Regions from separate parts of the Rattus norvegicus genome. Here region 2 is linked to region 1. The links are chromatin contacts, called in public Hi-C maps. All regions are on one chromosome and are shown on one strand. The core of a region is the stretch at or near the end of the contact, and the rest is flanking DNA. Distances in the headings are between cores, read along the strand shown.

The links. Hi-C and Micro-C count contacts between places; a contact is called where the count stands out from the background.
Region 2: a contact with region 1 is called in a Hi-C map of the A7r5 cell line, with 2.4 times the contacts expected there. The contact joins the promoter of Lipogenin here to the enhancer-like site in region 1. A contact is called at or near these places in 2 of 12 Hi-C or Micro-C datasets (the A7r5 cell line and Schwann cells).

The regions. Positions count from the first base shown.
Region 1 is chr4:58,118,611-58,121,334 of GRCr8, reverse strand. It overlaps Snd1 (staphylococcal nuclease and tudor domain containing 1), which reads right to left. Exons shown (of 24, transcript NM_022694.2): 10 at 235-348. Among named protein-coding and RNA genes, the nearest start is that of Snd1, 59 kb to the right of the region's middle. Within about 2 kb of position 1,329, at least 10 of the 93 cell types and tissues checked have an H3K27ac peak or open chromatin away from gene starts, as enhancers often do. A contact at or near this core is called in the A7r5 cell line, where this site is marked.
Region 2 is chr4:58,320,414-58,323,137 of GRCr8, reverse strand. Lipogenin reads right to left here and starts at 1,407. Exons shown (of 1, transcript NM_145790.2): 1 at 152-1,407. The coding sequence starts at 605. The coding sequence ends at 213. All of the region lies in intron 15 of Snd1 (staphylococcal nuclease and tudor domain containing 1), which reads right to left.

The DNA.
Region 1 (2,724 bases), core at 80-2,579:
CCTCACGGCCTAGTGCGTGTTCTTACTGCCCTCACCTCCAAATGTCCAAATGTGAGCTTCGAGCAGCACTCAGGTCCCACTGCCGCTGTTGCTGCTGCCATGGTTCCCCACCAACAGACTCCTGTCCTTCTAAAACCATATAGGAAAGAAACTCTGCCTTCTACAAGCTGCCTCAGTCATGGTGCTTTAAATCACGGTAGTAGAAACGTCACCAGCACATTTTCCTGTTCTTACCTGTATGTTGTCTCCCTCCAACCTTGGTGGTCGGATGCTTGACAGGTGGATGGTCTTGTAGTCTCCAGAATTCAGCTTCACAACAATGGCATCAGCATTCAAAACCTGCATTACCTGTAAGTAAGAAGGCAACAATGTTTGAACTGGCTTCCATAGTCCTCGCCACACAGCAAAGTGCCAGGCCTATCACAATCAGACATGAAAGTGAGGGAAGCAGCCGTCTGCAATAGACCGGATACTGTCTTCCTACCAACAATGCCAGAGAAAATACACAATAATATTATTCCCAAAACCATATAATGATCTCTCAGTAAAAGAAAAGCTGCTTCATTCACAAAGATGATCAGTCTTTATCTCTTGAGGTTAACTAGCAGGTTAAAAAACAAGAAACCATGGTCCACATACCTACAGTCTAAGCCCTCAAGACGCAGAGGCAAGAGGACCACTAAGCTTGAGGCCGGTGGGGGCTGTACTAGAAGTTCCAAAATGAGACAGCCAGGGTTAGACAGTAAAAACTCTGCTTAAATAAGAATAATAACTTAAAAAGCAACACATTAAATCCAGTCTTCACTGAGATTTTTCTTGATGCAAGTTTAAAACTACAAGTCAAAATCCCAACTCAATGACTCTGGTGAAAGAGACACGGGTTGGAGGAGAAAAGGGTACCACTCTCACTACATGAGAAAGAACCCCATGAGATGCCCCAATAGAAAGCAGAAAAATCAAAGATGCCTGAAGGACAAAAAGAGCTGTCATCTCACTCAGGAAAGAAGCTGCCTAGTCGTTCATCTCATAGGCAGAAATATTAAATTGCTAAAATATTACCTCAGCTACTCTACAAGCTATCCTTTCAGAATGCTAGTACGGACATGTCTGGTTTTGGAAACCAGAAATCGTTACCAATGCGCTCCACTATCAGCTGAAATGATTCGCTCCCAGGCTGGAGTACAAGGATACCGATTTGAAGGACAGAGGCACAAATGTGCTCTGTGGAGGTTCCAGCATCCCACCAGTGTATACACACTGGGACAGTGCCACACACACCACAGTTATGGCCAGAACCTGTAATGCAGCCAGCAATGCACCCAGCTATGCCCAGGCCCTGTTGTTCCAAGGCTGTTGGGGGTTCTCTTTTTCTTCCTTCTTTTCGAGCATTACAAGGTAGTCGCTGACCAAATATGCTCACCACCCACTCCATCTGCAGAGTGAAGATCAGGCTCTGCTCTGCTTCAATCAGGCCCCCAGCAGGAAGCTCTGATGGCTGAACCCAGGGTCAGCTGCCACCAGGGAGGGAAGACTGACAAAAATTCTCTCCTCTTTGATGCATGAAACAAAAGCACTTAGACCATCTGTTCCCATGAGAGATGGGACACTAGGCAGTATCTTAAAGGAAACCTATTTCTTACAAGGCAAACTCTTCAGCAAAGAATACACTCATTTATTTGTAGACTCATCAAAAACATCTATTCTCCACCTTTACAAAGAGCCAGCCAATCCCATACCAAAAAGAATAAGGCATGCTCTAAGGGACAATCTTAAGAATGAGCAAACAGCCGAAACAAGTTAGAAAATATGCATGACAGAAAGCGGTAGCAGCTCAGTCCACCAGAAAGAAGGAAGCAGACGCCGTTAGAATCCAGCTGTGAGTGCATGGAAGGCTGTGGCTGGCAGACGGAAAGGTCTGGGTTTGACCTCTGAGTAATGGAAGCAGCACAGAGAAAAGGCCTCAGATAACGAAAGGTCTGACCAGACTAAAGGAAATTAGGAATTGTTATTTTCCTACTACACATTAAGATTAACCTGCAACTCTTAAAGAAGCAAAAGTCAATGTCAAGTAGCCATAATCATTTTCCTATGGCCTTATAACAGATCTGAGTCAGAGGGCTAAATCCTAAAACCCAGAGTCAGAACCAAAACTTTTCCTGGACAGAGAAACTTGAAGATGAGAGGTAATAAAAATATATACTATGAGGTCAAACTAGGGTTAGGGCTGGTTATCAGAACTGGGTAGTGTCAAAGTACCAAGACCCTCCAAAAACCCACAAAGTACTTAATGTCTAGAAGATACAACCCAAAATATGTATTCAGTTACAGAAGCCAAAAGCGAAAAGCTTATTATGTCTGCTACCATCTAGACATATTAATGCCAAGAAGAACTCATGGCAATAAAATACCTTCCCAAAGCTATCAACAGTGGACAACAGACCCAAACAGAAAAGGCTCAGTGTCTATGTCTCAATCCTTCAAAACCCTGCATTTGCGTAAAAAGAAAACAGGTGACAGACATCTGAGGGATGTGGGCTTCATGACGTGTCTTATTCATGATGTGTGCTAGTCTGCAATTCTAACTGCAAACCAAAGAGAAGAAAAAATTCCTCTAAGCAATACCAAGTAAAACAGTTCCTATAAAAGTCAATAATTCTTTCAAAAGGATACCCAAAGGAAAATAAGACAATCTTCAGTCATTTCAAATGCACACATTTCACAATA
Region 2 (2,724 bases), core at 158-2,657, 200 kb before region 1:
TTCTGTGCCTCAGTTTTGCACGTACGAGGCCTATGCCTGGCACCTCTCCACCAGAATGGGAATGTTCCTATTGCTCTGAAATGAGGCACAGCTCCCAGTGCCTCTTCTTCTTCTTCTTTTTTTTTTTTTTTGTTAAAAGATGTATTTATTTATTAATATATAAGTACACTGTAGCTGTCTTCAGACACGCCAGAAGAGGGCATTGGATCCCATTACAGATGGTTGTTAGCCACCATGTGGTTGCTGGGATTTGAACTCAGGACCTCTAGAAGAGCAGTCAGTGCCCTTAACCACTGAGCCATCTCTCCAGCCCCCTCCCAGTGCCTCTTCAATGGTCTCATGCATGGTGAGCCAAAGTCTGTGAGGCCTTCTAAAGGCCAACTGGAGGAATGCACATGGTGGCCCACACTGGGCAACTTAAGTGTGCAGCTCCCACACAAACTGTACAATCCCATGCAAATCCACACCTCAGTTGGAGAAGCCCCAATAACTTTATGAACAAGCTGCAAGGGGAGCAATGACCTGGGGCCGAAGAGAAGGGCCACGACCAATTTATTGTTTAATAATGAACAGATTAAATGATGTGTAGTTTGAAAAGAATACATGAGAGGTAGTTCTCATAGCAACCAAGATATTTCTTATAAGTAGTGTGTACTGTTCACACCAAGATTACTCACTACAAGAAATGTCATTTCTCTTAAAAATAGTTATTAGTTGTTCTATGTATGGATGGTTTGCTTGCATGGAGGTCTGTGTACTATGTGCTTGCCTGGTGCCTGTGGAGGCCAAAAGGGGGTGTCAGATCAGCTGGGACTAGTGTTACAGAGAGTTGTGAGCTGCCATGTGGGTGCTAGAACCAAATTTGTAAACGAGTGCTCTTAGCTGCTGAGCCATCCCCCATCACTCCTTTTAAATTATCAAATTATTTTTTTATGTTCCCTGTCTTACATCCAGGGTCTGCTTCTATTATCCTTTTGGCAAATGGATGGCCCCATAAAGCTGGGCTAGTGGAGAGTAGCCTAATCTGGGTTGCCTTTCCATCAGTACTGGTGGCTGATGGGAAATGCCAGCAAGCTGAGGTAATGGTGTTGAAAGAAAACTACAACAACTCTCTCCTGAAACGGATTCTGAAAACACCACGGAATGCAATGGGCACCACCAGAACGACAGTGCTAGGACTGGACACACGCCAATGGACCTATCAGAACCCTGGAAACGTCCTCTTCACCCTCTGCTGCCCAAAGAAGATTCAGCACGGAGCTCTTTTGGAAGTAGGAAAGCAAGAGCAGGAACTGTAAAGGAAAAAGCACATGGCCTGCTTCTGGCTCATTCTCAGGGCTCTTACTCACTGTGAATGACAGGTTTTGTTTCTACCGAGGATCACCCTCATCTCACCTAACCCAAAACTCTGAACTAGTAAGAACACAAACGCACAGCAGCCTTCTGCAGAGTGGAAGAGTTCAGAAGGAATCTTCTCAGTGACTACCCAAAGGCATTCCAAGGGCCCTTCCCAGAGGAGGATTAGACAATGTTTCTTTGGCACACAGAACCAAGTGAGATGGTATAGGTTGAACAGCATGACTTGGAGGCCACAGAAGTCTGACACACTCCACCAGGGTACCACAAGGAAAAGCCCCTGGCTGACATGACACAGGCTAACACAGAACTGCCATAGGCGCCTTGCTGTCTCCCACAACCCTGGTCATCAGCATCATGCCAAGATAATCGGACTGGTCTGGTTGAAACAATTATTGAGGAATCTGGAAATCAGAATCCTTACGTGTTTCAGCTACAAGGTCTGTGGCTTCCTTAAAGGATGCTGAACAAATTTCATTTTTACTGATGACTTTGCCTTGATCAAAAAGCCTTCCCTCTCCTCTCCTAAAATACTCTATGATATCCTTTTGAGCCCTATGGTCCACCCCAGATTTGGGCATTTCTAGTCTCTTACTAAAGCCTCTCCATTCTCATTGAAGATGAGATACCATTGAAATACCATGCATCAGGGTGCCTTCCCTGCTTTGGCATAAACTGTCAGTCTGCCCCACTGGTCTCTGAATCTAAAACTTGTGGGTTAGCCCTCTGAGCGTCTCACAATGCTTACTTACTGTTACAGACTTTCCAAGTGAGCCTCCTGTTTGTAACTTAAGGTTCTGATTCCCTTTCTCTTACCTCACATTTTGTTTTGAGACTACTCGAGGCTGGCCTGGTAATACGGCAATCTTCCTCCCCTAGCCTCCCATGTATTGGGATTACTGATATGAACCACTAAGCCCAGCTACCTTAGCCTTAAAATATTTGTTCTCCTTTATGTTTATACATTGCTTCCTGCTAGAAGGCTCCAACTTTATCATGCATTTCTATCTTCCTTAAGATGGCGCCCAGAGGACAGAAAATACTATTAAATAACCATGCCAATGAATGTCTCAAAAGTTATGAGGCAGCCCATTCTGGGGCCGATTCCTGATTTAAAGAGGGTAGACAATCATCCTACAGTCAGAGGCTTGCTCTTCCACCTGCCTGAGCAGCAGTGAGCCTGCAGAAACCTCCAGCTGAGGCCACACCACTGAGCTCAATGGGAGTAAAGTACCAAACTGAGATGTTTGTATGCTGGAACAGAAGCCATGATGACTACAACCTTTCTGTAAGGCAATCTTCTGAGAACTGATACAGGCAAAGGTGTTCAGCCTGGATAGCCAATCTGCTAAAAGAAAAGCTCCACAT